Linked DNA regions of Hordeum vulgare: region 1 is linked to region 2. A link is a contact called in public Hi-C data. All regions are on one chromosome and are shown on one strand. The core of a region is the stretch at or near the end of the contact, and the rest is flanking DNA. Distances in the headings are between cores, read along the strand shown. Region 1 holds the start of LOC123449983 (pre-mRNA-splicing factor ATP-dependent RNA helicase DEAH1-like). Region 2 holds the start of LOC123449981.

Region 1 (6,118 bases), core at 1,050-3,549, 190 kb before region 2:
GTAAAAGAAATTATAATTAAAAAAGTACAACAACCAACTGCAACAGGAATAACCTCAGATCTGAAGTGTCATTCTTTTCCAATGCTTGTGATCTTCTGGTAAGCTCCTCTGTCAACAATCTCCAATGAATAAATTACAATGATAATAATGAACCAAATTAGTAGAGTATACATGTTCAGGTAGGCATACCTTGTTCTTCCTTAGATAACTGTCGCTCCATCAACTGTAGACGGAAATCATTCAATAACATCAGCTCAAATAACTATAACAAGATTTAAAAACATAGTACAACTAGAAGACATGATTTGCTGGAGTTTAGAAACATGCTATGTGCTAGATATATAAAGTAGGTAGGTGATGCAAGGAAATACTACCAAAGAGGTGCTAATCTACGTATATTGGCATGCAGGTCAACTCAAAGAACTACACTTCTTAGGTATCAACATTCCAAAAACCGTACTTCTGAGGACGTGAGTCATGGCTCACCGATCAATGACACAATTCCTTTGTAACCATTTCAGAAAATAAAATCGGCAACAAAATTTCATCAGTGTAATTAACCAGTGCGGTCGCAATTTTCAGTTCATAGAAGTGTGGTTTTATACTTTTATGAATCGATAATATGGAGAAGTGTGACTTTGTGAAAGTGTAAAACTACTCCTTTAAAATGTAGTTACTTGATTGATAGTTTGAGAAGAATTTTGTAGTTTTAAGAAAGTAACTCTAAGATGTACTCTAACAAACATGTCACTACAATCAGATCTTCTCTCGTAGTGAATATATAACAAGCCACAAATCATTTAAGATTCCTTCAGAACGAAATGACTTGTTTTACAAAACAAAAAAATGGCATCAAACACAAAAAGGAGAAGCCATTCACCAACTATATTTTTGTTCAGCACTCCATTTCATATGAAGAACATGTGCCAGCAGAATACTTCAAAGTCAACCAGGAACAGTAGGAGTTGGTTATAACTTGATGTATTATTTAGTTGTTAGAAAAAAGGAGGTTCCTCTCATTGGGAATAAATTAAGTGATAGCAAACATAGAGACGAAATGAATATCAGCTTGCAAGACAATCACCTTTCGAGTGTGCACTGCATCTCTTTCTCTCATGTTCTTCTCTAGCTGTGCCCTTTCCTGCTGATCCCTTAAAATTTCTTGTTCTTCCTACAAGGCATCACATGCTATAATGGATTCAAAAGCACATTTTAATTGACCATTCCGTACATTTTTTTTATATACACAACAAAAACAGATTCCTCGAAAGAAGGGCATACATCCAGAGTGTCGTTGCCGTCTTCATCATCCACTTCTTCTGTTCTCCTTCGTACACTCCTCTCAGAAATATGCGCTGCTGTTTCCTGCAACGCGACATTATCAATTTGAATCACGGCATGTGAAAGCGACACGATAAAAGGGTGGCTACCACGCCGTCTCACATCATCATCCTTCCCATCGTCTTGGTCTTGAGTCTTCCTCCTAAAATGCTTCCTGCTCTTAGAGGATGCGCTCGCCGAGCTCGTCGTGTGGTTGTCAATCTCATCATCATCCTCATCGGCCAACAGCTTGTAGGTGCTTTGTTTCTTGACAAGCTTTGCTGCATCCCTTTCCTGTTTCTGGTAATTCTGCGGCAAGAAAGGAAAAGCATATATATGCATAGCATTAAAATCATCGAAGACAAAGCCGCAACACAGTTGTCGACACAAAGGGATTGGTCAGCAGAGGAGGTGGACCAAATCTTACACTGATGCTCTTGCCCTTGCGGGGGACCTTGGCGTAGATGTCGGCGGCGAAGCTGGTCGTCTCGGCGGACGAGGAGAAGCCGTAGTCGACGAGCTTCCCCACGAGATCGCCGGCGGAAGAGCAGTCCTTGGCTGAGCACGGACAGATTTGCGGACCCAGATTAGGATCATCATCATCAGAGAAGAAGAAACCGAAGGAGCCCCGCGGCAAAGCAGAGTAAAACCGGCTGTACCTAGACCGATGACGTAGTGCACGAGGACGCTCGTCGAGAAACCCTGGATAGACATGAGCTTGTCCGAGACCCAGTCCCTGAGCTGCTTGTCGCTCGCCATCACCGCGGAGGGGTTGGGGGTTGAAGTGGGGGCGGAGGCGGAGGAAGTGACTGTAGGATAGGCGGAGGCGCCCGGGGCAGAGGGAGTGCGGCGGCGCCCGGCCTGGATGGTCTGGACGTCGGGGAGGAGGGGCGGCGGATTCCGGCGACCGGAGAGGTGCGGGGGGCGTGGCCGGCGGCGCGTCCGGGAACCCTAGCTAGAGAGGAGGAGTCGTGCTGGTGCGTCGCACGGGACACGGGAGAGAGATTGAGCGGGCCATGACGGTGCTCCAGGTCCAGGAGCTACACAGCCGTTGGATCTGAATCCAAAGGCCACCAGAGCTAGCTTGCCCAAATTTGATAACACTAGCACAAATGTCCTTCCGTTGCAACGGGAAATAAGTATGATGTACCATTTTTTGAAATAAACAATGTAAATGATCCTTCCCTGAAATTTAAGACGTACACTAAAATAATATAGAATACAAACTAAAAAGAACCTAAAAGTTTGGATTTTTGGTGCATATGAATGAAGGCATGATAATCCATGTGCGTTGATAAAAGAATAAATTTTCAAATTTGCATTTACTACATGTTTTTTAGGAAAATATAACCATGATAGTTGATAGGTTGGTGCGATCATTAGACGGAGAAGACTACTGTTAGAGCATATATCTCCATATGTGGTTTTGGTAATTGATGACAATTCCTATGGACTAATGGTTGTCTTAAGTTATATTTATAGGATTTGTCCATAGGCACTTCTTGAAGTCCATCTGTTGGGTTCAGGGAGTTTATATGATGACCAAGGTGGTATTCAAGGTATTATCCAAAGAATGGTCATAGAGACACAAGGTTGATAAAGATCGTCAGACAAAGAGTAAATCAAGATGATCAACACACAAAGCGTACAAGATGTACCGAGAGGGATCAAGTGATCCCATGGTATGGTAAGCATTGTCCAGTACGTATTTGTGCACTAACCCATGGTCTTTGTGAGAGTTCTATGTGGGGGTTAGGTGTGCTTCCATGGGCTTGCGTTTAGAGGAAGATCTCATACAACCCATGAAGGATGACGTCAAGTGGTGATCGTCATCAAGATTGCGGTGTGCAAGTTCAAGAGGATCAGCACGAATATATCGTGCTTGAAGCTTGCCGTCCATTGTGGTGGCAATGGACTTGTGAAGATATGCTGAAGAGTGGCTCACCCATAGTAAGTAAGGGGGAGCAATCAACTAGTCTTCATCAAGCCAACGCAATCAAGAAAGGTGGTCCATCTTGAGGAAGCCAATATCATCATCATCTAGCTCAAGAGGACGAGGTGCAAGGTATAGGTTTTCCCTTGATAGGTTTTCTGTTTAGGATAGATTGTTGTACTATCAAGGGGGGCTCTCAAGTGAGTAGCTTGATCGTATCGTTCGTTGAGAGCTCAAACCATTTGCATCCTTGCATCATACTTCTTGGTTCTTGTTTGTTGTTTCTATTTGTGAGTTTTAGAGCTTATGGTCATCTTCGTGACAAGCTCGAGTTCATCAAAAACGGAGTCCATATGCATCTACTATGATGTTTTCGATGTTGGAGTTTTTATCGGTTCTTCATTCATAGAGGACTCACATCTCTATATCATTGTCATTTTCATATCTGTATGGTCTTATCACTGTTTGGATAGCTCTTGTCGTCCTGAATCCAACAAGCTTGGGTTTGCTCGATTCGGAGCTCGTATGCGAAAGTTATGGTTGTTTCAGTGGCGAGCGGTAGTACCGCTGGACCTATCGGTAGTACCGCTAGAGCTGGCGGTAGTACCACTGTCCCAGCGGTAGTACCGCCCCTGGTCAGCGGTAGTACCGCTCCAAGATTTTAGTACCGTCATCTTTGCGGTTGTACTGCGTCGGACATTTTTGCGAAGACTTTCTTGGCGGTGGTTGGCCCGGTAGTATCTTTGCGCTACCATGGGCTCAGCGGTAGTACCGCCGGAGGGTCAGCGGTAGTACCGCTGCAGCCAGCGGTAGAACCGCCGGAGGGTCAGCGGTAGTACCGCTGCAGCCAGCGGTAGTACCGCCGGACGGTCAGCGGTAGTACCGCTGGAGCCAGCGGTAGTACCGTTGGGCTCGGGCTGTAAGTGGGGGTAACGGTCTGATTCCTTCCCCCACTATATAAAGGGGGTCTTCTTCCTCCTTGGTCTTATCCATCCGTTGAGCTCTTGTTCTACCTCCATTGTTGACATTCTTAGAGCTTGCTTACTCTCAATCCCTCCAATGATTCTTGCTTGTTCTTGAGGGAAAAGAGAGAGGATATCTAGATCCACATCTCCACCGATCACTTTCTCCTCTATGTGAGGGGAACCCCTTGGATCTTGATCTTGGAGTTCTTTGTGAGCTCCTTGTTCTTCCTCTCATATTTCTCCATAGCTTTCGTTGTTGTGGAGGGATTTGAGTGTGAGGGACTTGACCACTTCGTGTGTTCTTGCCATTGCATTGGTTGCATCGGTTTGAGTTCTCCACGGTGATACGTGGAAGTGAAGTTTGAGAAGCTCGTTACCTTTGGTACTTAGTACCCTAGATATTGTTCTTCGTGGATGCTTTGGCGTCCTTGAAGCTTGGGGCTGTCTCGGAGCTCAATCATTGTGGTGTGAAGCTCCGGGCAAGCGTCGGGGTCTCCAATTAGGTTGTGGAGATTGCCCCGAGCAATTTGTAAGGGTACCGGTAACCGCCCCCAAGGGTTGCCACGTGTACGGGTTCGGTGACCGCCCCCAAGGTTTGCCATTTGTACGGGTTCGGTGACCGCCCTCAAGGGTTCCTTAGTGGAATCACGGCATCTTGCATTGTGCGAGGGCGTGAAGAGATTACGGTGGCCTTAGTGGCATCTTAGGGAGCATTGTGCCTCCACGCCGCTCCAACTGAGATTAGCATCCGCAAGGGTGTGCACTTCGGGATACATCATCGTCTCCGCGTACCTCGATTATCTCTTACCCGAACCCTTTACTTATGCACTTTACTTTGTGATAGCCATATTGTCTCTTGTCATATATCTTGCTATCACTTAGTTGTTTATCTTGCTTAGCATAAGTTGTTGGTGCACATAGGTGAGCCTAGTTGTTTGAGGTTTTGTGCTTGACATATTAAACATTAGTTTTATTCCGCATTTGTTCAAGCCTAAACCTTAATTATTTTAAAGCGCCTATTCACCCCCCATCTAGGCGACATCCACGTCCTTTCAATTGGTATCAGAGCTAGGTCTCTCTTTATTAGGTTTAACCACCTAGAGAGTAAGGATGTCGACTAGGGGTTTAGGATTCACTGACACTCTTAGTTTCGATGGCACAAATTTTGATGTTTGGGTAATTCGCATGCTTAATCACTTTCGGGTCTTGGACCCAAATTTGGAGCGAATTGTAGATATGGGTTTTTTCTCCTCCAAAGGATTCTCAAAATATATCTTTAGAGGATGAGAAAAACTCTTATCTCAATGCTCAAGCTTCTAATGTGCTTTTTTATGCTTTGAGCAATGTAGTTATATTTCAACTCATGCCATTCTGGGATGCTCATGAGTTGTGGACAAAGCTTCAAGATAAATATGGTGTGTCCAAGATTTGCAGGGATGATTGTTCTTCCTCCACCTCCGGTCGTGTGGTCTTCTCAACTTCATCTACTTCACCTACATGTGGATTGCCACAAGGTAATGATATCGTGAGTAGTGGTGACCGTTCCAATAATGAAAGTGGGTTTATTGTTGATGATCCTTCATCACTATATTATTGCAATGCTTCATCTTTGGGCGTTAACACTTCGAGCACTCTAAATGTTTCACATGCTTGTGTTGCTAGTCCGTGCATATCATGTAAAAACTGTGTGTCTAAATCTCATGATGATATGCCTCCTATATCTTGTTGCCATGATAAAAATGTATATATTTGCTCGAGTTGTTGTGCTAACAACGTAGAGGAAATTCATCACTCCATGGAACAAGATGTGGCCTTGAATGATGCTTCAAGGGATCCTACCTCATCATCTATCGTGACTCACTTTTGCCTTATGGCTAAGGCTTCAAAGGTATCTCCTACT
Region 2 (6,393 bases), core at 2,487-4,986:
CGTCGTAAAGGGTTACGTCGATGCAAGCTTTGACACTAATCCGAATAACTATGAGTAGTGAAACGGATTCGTATAGTAGAGTAGATATTTGGAGCATTTCCGAATAGCACGTAGTAGCAGCATCTATAAGATGACATAAAGATTTGTAAAGAATGCACAGATCTGAAAGTTTCAGAACCGTTGACTAAAACCTCTCTCACGAGCAAGACGTGATCAGACCCCAGAACTATATGGGTGTTGGATTCGTTGGAATCACATGGTGATGTGAACTAGATTATTGACTCTAGTGCAAGTGGGAGACTGTTGGAAATATGCCGTAGAGGCAATAATAAATTAGTTATTATTATATTTCTTTGTTCATGATAATCGTTTATTATCCATGCTATAATTGTATTGATTGGAAACACAGTGCATGTGTGGATACATAGACAAAACACTGTCCCTAGTAAGCCTCTAGTTGACTAGCTCATTGATCAAAGATGGTCAAGGTTTCCTGACCATAGGCAAGTGTTGTCACTTGATAACGGGATCACATCATTAGGAGAATCATGTGATGGACTAGACCCAAACTAATAGACATAGCATGTTGATCGTGTCATTTTGTTGCTACTGTTTTCTACGTGTCAAGTATTTGTTCCTATGACCATGAGATCATATAACTCACTAACACCGGAGGAATGCTTCGTGTGTATCAAACGTCGCAACGTAACTGGTTGACTATAAAGATGCTCTACAGGTATCTCCGAAGGTGTTCGTTGAGTTAGTATGGATCGAGACTGGGATTTGTCACTTCGTGTGACGGAGAGGTATCTCGGGGCCCACTCGGTAATACAACATCACACACAAGCCTTGCAAGCGATGTGACTTAGTGTAAGTTGCGGGATTTTGTATTACGGAACGAGTAAAGAGACTTGCTGGTAAACGAGATTGAAATAGGTATGCGGATACTGACGATCGAATCTCGGGCAAGTAACATACCGAAGGACAAAGGGAGTGACATACGGGATTATATGAATCCTTGGCACTGAGGTTCAAACGATAAGATCTTCGTAGAATATGTAGGATCCAATCTGGGCATCGAGGTCCCGCTATTGGATATTGACCGAGGAGTCACTCGGGTCATGTCTACATAGTTCTCGAACCCGCAGGGTCTGCACACTTAAGGTTCGACGTTGTTTTATGCGTATTTGAGTTATATGGTTGGTTACCGAATGTTGTTCGGAGTCCCGGATGAGATCACGGACGTGACGAGGGTTTCCGGAATGGTCCGGAAACAAAGATTGATATATAGGATGACTTCATTTGGTTACCGGAAGGTTTTCGGGCATTACCGGTAATGTACCGGGAATGACGAATGGGTTCCGGATCTTCACCGGGAGGGGGGACCACCCACCCGGGAGGGCCCAAGGACCTTGGGGGTGGCGCACCAAGTAGGTGGGGTCAGCCCAAGGCTGCCTTGCGCAAGAGAAAGAAAAACCAAAAGAAGAGAAAGAAAAAAAAGGAAAGGTGGGAAAAGAGAGAAGGACTCCACCTTCCAATCCTAGTTGGACTAGGACTGGAGGAGGACTCCTCCTTCCCTTGGTGCGCAGCCCTTGGTGCTCCTTGAGCCTCAAGGTAAGACTCCCCTCCCTCCTCCTATATATATGGAGCAATTAGGGCTGATTTGAGACAACTTTTCAAGGCAGCCCGACTACATACCTCCACGGTTTTACCTCTAGATCGCGTTTATGCGGAGCTCGGGCGGAGCCCTGCTGAGATTAGATCATCACCAACCTCCGGAGCGCCGTCACGCTGCTGGAGAACTCATCTACCTCCCCGTCTCTCTTGCTGGATCAAGAAGGCCGAGATCATCGTCGAGCTGTACGTGTGCTGAACGCGGAGGTGCCGTCCGTTCGGCACTAGATCGCGGGACGGACCGCGGGACGGTTCGTGGGACGGTTCGCGGGGCGGATCGAGGGACGTGAGGATGTTCCACTACATCAACCGCGTTCACTAACGCTTCTGCTGTGCGATCTACAAGGGTACGTAGATCGGAAATCCCCTCTCGTAGATGGACATCACCATGATAGGTCTTCGTGCGCGTAGGAAAATTTTTGTTTCCCATGCGACGTTCCCCAACAATGTACCAGTAGCTATGTGTTTGATCTCTCTCTCTCGTGCTCTTGAGATGTCTTGATCTCGATGTACCGCGGACTTTGCTACTATAGTTGGATCTTATGATGTTCTTCCCCCTCTCCCTTCCTGTAATGAATTGAGTTTCCCTTTTGAAGTTATCTTATCAGATTGAGTCTTTAAGAACACTTGATGTATGTCTTGCACGTGTATATCTGTGGTGACAATGGGATATTCATGTGAGTACTTGATGTATGTTTTGGTGATCAACTTACGGGTTTCGTGACCTCGGGAACCTATGCATATGGGTTGGCACACGTTTTGACTCTCCGGTAGAAACTTCGGGGCACTCTTTGAAGTTCTATGTGTTGGTTGAATAGATGATTCTGAGATTGTGTGATGCATATCGTATAATCATGCCCACGGATACTTGAGGTGACAGTGGAGTATCTAGGTAACATTAGGGTCTTGGTTGATATGTGTCTTAAGGTGTTATTCTAGTACGAACTCTATGATGGATCGAACTGAAAGAATAGCTTCGTGTAATTTTACTACGGTCTCTTGAATAGATTGATCAGAAAGAATGACTTTGTGGTGGTTTCGTACCCGACAATAATCTTCGTTTGTTCTTCGCTATTAGTGACTTTGGAGTGACTCTTTGTTGCATGTTGAGTGCTAGTTATATGATCCAATTATGTTATCGTTGTTGAGAGAACTTCACTAGTGAAAGTATGAACCCTAGGCCTTGTTTCCACGCATTGCAATACCGTTCGTGCTCAATTTTATTATTAATTACCTTGCTGTTTTTATATTTTCATATTACAAAAACCTATATCTACTATCCATATTGCACTTGTATCACCATCTCTTCGCCGAACTAGTTCACCTATACAACTTACCATTGTATTGGGTTTGTTGGGGACACAAGAGACTCTTTGTTATTTGGTTGCAGGGTTGCTTGAGAGAGACCATCTTCATCCTACGCCTCGCACGAATTGATAAACCTTAGGTCACCATCTTGACATCGAGAAGGCGGCCAGGCAGAGGCAGCTCGACATCGAGGCCCCAATGCCGCGGCCAAACAGAGGCAGCTCGACATCGAGGCCGCCAATGCCGCAACCAAAGCAAAGGAGGTGGCGCTGGCGATTATGAGCGTGGACTTGAGCAAGATGAACGGGAAGACAAGGAGCTGGTTCGTGACCCGACAGAAAGAGATGTTCGACGCCGATGGCCTGAACTAGGGCGTCAGATCGCCGTGGTGAGCCGGCCGCTGGCTGAGTTGTCGATGAAAAACCTATTCTTTTGGAGGCCGGCTGTGTTGCTGGCCGCTCGTTGTGTTGCCGACAAGGACATGTAGGATGGTTGTGCTGCCGGCGTGATCTAGGGCCCATTGCATGATCTATGGGCCGTGGCTATTCGAATGCTTGTGTTTGAAAATGAGACGGACAGGATGCGGCCAAGGATGCGTCCGCGCGTTGGACGCACGACCACCGCATCCCAGAAATGGTCCGGACACGATTCATCATTGGCCCAAACGGACATAATATGAACAAAACCAATGTGGATGGAGTTGGCCCAAGAGAAGTTTTCTTTTAGAGTAGAAAAGAATTGTGTCCGATTCTGCAAAGCAATAGAAAACGGACGTGCGTGCGGACGACGCCACCCGCCGACCACCGCACCACCGTCTTCTCTCTCTCCAGCCGAGCGGAGAAGAAGCCAGGCGGCGAGGGCGAAGCATCCACCCGCCCACGCACTTCCCCGTCCCGATCGATCAGGCCGCCGTCGCGCCTCCCACCCGATGCAGGACCAGGCCGGGGCCGCCTCCGGCTCCGGGGATCCGGACCCTCCGCCGCCGCCACCGGAGCACGCCGCCGGCGAGGGCGGCTCCTCCTCCGCCGCGGCCGCCAGGCTCCCCTCCCGCAACGCCTCCTCCAAGTACGACTTCGTCAAGGTCCGCCCCCCTCCCCGCCTCCCCCACCCGGGCCGAATCCCTCCTCGCCCTCCGCCGTCCCGGCTCATTTCTCTGCCGTGATTGCGCCGTCAGGTCAAGGTCTGGCTCGGGGAGAACGCCGACCACTACTACGTCCTCTCCAGGTTCCTCCTCAGCAGGATGCTCACCGTCACCAAGGTCCACCCGTCCTCTCCCCCTCCATCACCTTAATCGTTGTTATCATTGCCATGTCTCTGTTTTTACTGATATCCCCGATGTTTAATCCGCGGTGTGGACTCCAAGTTGCATATTACGTCAAAAAGATCGATCGTTCAGCTAGCCACTTACAGCCGTCAGCTGTCTCTATGCCTTGTGCTGCTCCAGTTTGGTCCAAGAACTCGAGATTTTAAGACCAACTACCGGCGATGCCAAGTTATTTATTTTTCTACAAAAAAAAAATAAAAAAAAATGCCAAGCTATTTCCCTTGCCATTATCGAATGCAAACGAACAGTGAAAAATACGCTGTGCTTCCAACAACTTACAGTTCTAGTTTCGATATCAAAGTACCAACAAAAAGACTGTGCAAAATGTAAGCTAACAACTCTGCTCATCTTTCGCGCCTCCTTCTTCAGATTCCGAACCACGTCGCCATTAAGATTGCCCTTGAACTCAAGAAGTTGCTCGTCGACAACAGCCTTCTTGATGTGTACGTTTGTTCGCTCTTCACTGTATTTTTTCCTCTATGTCCTCTATTTGTTATGATGTAACCATGCTCTTTCCTTCGGTTCTGTTTTATGGTGTACCTAGTCATGCATGAATTCAAACAGTCTGCTAATTCTTCCTCTTAATTCTCTTGTTAATCATATCGTGTATCTACAGCACAATTTGCATCAGGCTCATCAAGCTATACTAATTGTCTTCGTCTGCATAGGTGTCCCTGTCTCAGTTTGACATATTATTTTAGAATAGCTCACTGTTCGAATTCTAATTTGTGTGTCATCATTCATCAATTCCTGATTTTTAGACTTATATGCTTGCAAATGTTTTGTGCAGTTCACAGAGTGACTTAGAGGCCAACCTTTTCAAGGTGACTACCTTGAACTTCATTTTAATAGACATGTTTGTTGTCTTGTTAACTTAAAAATACTAGTTTATTTACAGCTAATGGAGAAAAGGGGGTATGGAGAGGACTACATTAATCGGTATAAGATGATGACAAGGTGTGTTAGCTCTATCTTGAATAATATAATGTTTGGAACCTCACTAGAGTAGGCTCCCTCGGAGTTCTCTTCAATTGTACCTTATTAATAAGAATGAATTCCATAGTTTAAGGTGCTAACCTTATATTGTTGTTGTATTCGTGTCAAGTCTACTTTGTAAAAGTTTTACTTAAGTTGCATTTTGATAGCATGTTTATGCTCTATCTGTCCTTCACTGCAGATTCCATCATCAAAGAGTACCACTAGTAATTTTGGTGTGTGGAACTGCTTGCACTGGAAAATCAACAATTGCTACACAGCTAGCTCAAAGGCTCAACCTACCAAATGTCTTGCAGGTTTATTTTCTCTTGCCATTGTATGTGCCATATTTATGAGTTATGTTTGCTACCATTGTCACCTTGACTTCATTTCCTGATTATAACATGTAGACAGACATGGTCTATGAGTTGTTACGGACATCAACAGAGTGAGATTTTCCCTGGTCTCAGTTATTCTCTGCCATATGAGTTGTTTGTTGTTCCCTTGGTTCCCCATTCCAAAACTTGTAATCTGTGAACACATGCAGTGCCCCGCTAACTTCAGTACCTGTGTGGGCTCGGGATTTTAATTCACCTGAAGAACTTATCACCGAATTTTGCAGAGAATGCAGAGTTGTTCGCAAAGGTATGTGTTTTTTGTGTGGAAAAAAGGGTTTTGTATTGCACATGGAAGCTGCTTGCTTTGGATATAATTAGCTGCAGGAACTTATTTCTTTTTCTTTTTTGCGTACTGTTTGCATTTACTAGGTTTGGCTGGTGATTTGAAGAAAGCAATGAAAGATGGGAAGCCAATTATAATAGAGGTATGTTGTTGTGTCTTACATGTTTCTCCTGAAAACAGAAAAACGACCTTTATTGGTTGCACTGTGAAATTGAATTTGTGAAAATACCTCAGCTCTATATTGTTTTGTCATTGTAACTCCTTCAGCATGGTGTTCAAATACCTCTTGGATTTTATATTATTGAGAGGAAACTGTAGGTGATGCCGTAGCAGTAGGATTGGATAATATAGAGGACTTCGATCTGCACATTGAATACTAACTGGCGCAAGTCTTCAGTTCTTGTGTTTCTTAATTGTGCGGTGCCAATTAA

The links. A called contact is a pair of places that touch in the nucleus more often than the background predicts.
Region 1: a Hi-C map of seedling shows a contact between it and region 2, with 4 times the contacts expected there. The contact joins the promoter of LOC123449983 here to the promoter of LOC123449981 in region 2. A contact is called at or near these places in 3 of 6 Hi-C or Micro-C datasets (leaf, seedling and an unstated tissue).

What each region holds. Positions count from the first base shown.
Region 1 is chr4H:603,892,327-603,898,444 of MorexV3_pseudomolecules_assembly, reverse strand. It overlaps LOC123449983 (pre-mRNA-splicing factor ATP-dependent RNA helicase DEAH1-like), which reads right to left and starts at 2,299. Exons shown (of 27, transcript XM_045127375.1): 1 at 1,980-2,299; 2 at 1,748-1,878; 3 at 1,444-1,629; 4 at 1,282-1,365; 5 at 1,085-1,171; 6 at 190-223; 7 at 54-108. The coding sequence starts at 2,079.
Region 2 is chr4H:603,698,833-603,705,225 of MorexV3_pseudomolecules_assembly, reverse strand. LOC123449981 reads left to right here and starts at 3,736. Exons shown (of 17, transcript XM_045127372.1): 1 at 3,736-4,063; 2 at 4,157-4,240; 3 at 4,676-4,749; 4 at 5,097-5,130; 5 at 5,205-5,263; 6 at 5,484-5,598; 7 at 5,692-5,729; 8 at 5,829-5,926; 9 at 6,049-6,104. The coding sequence starts at 3,911.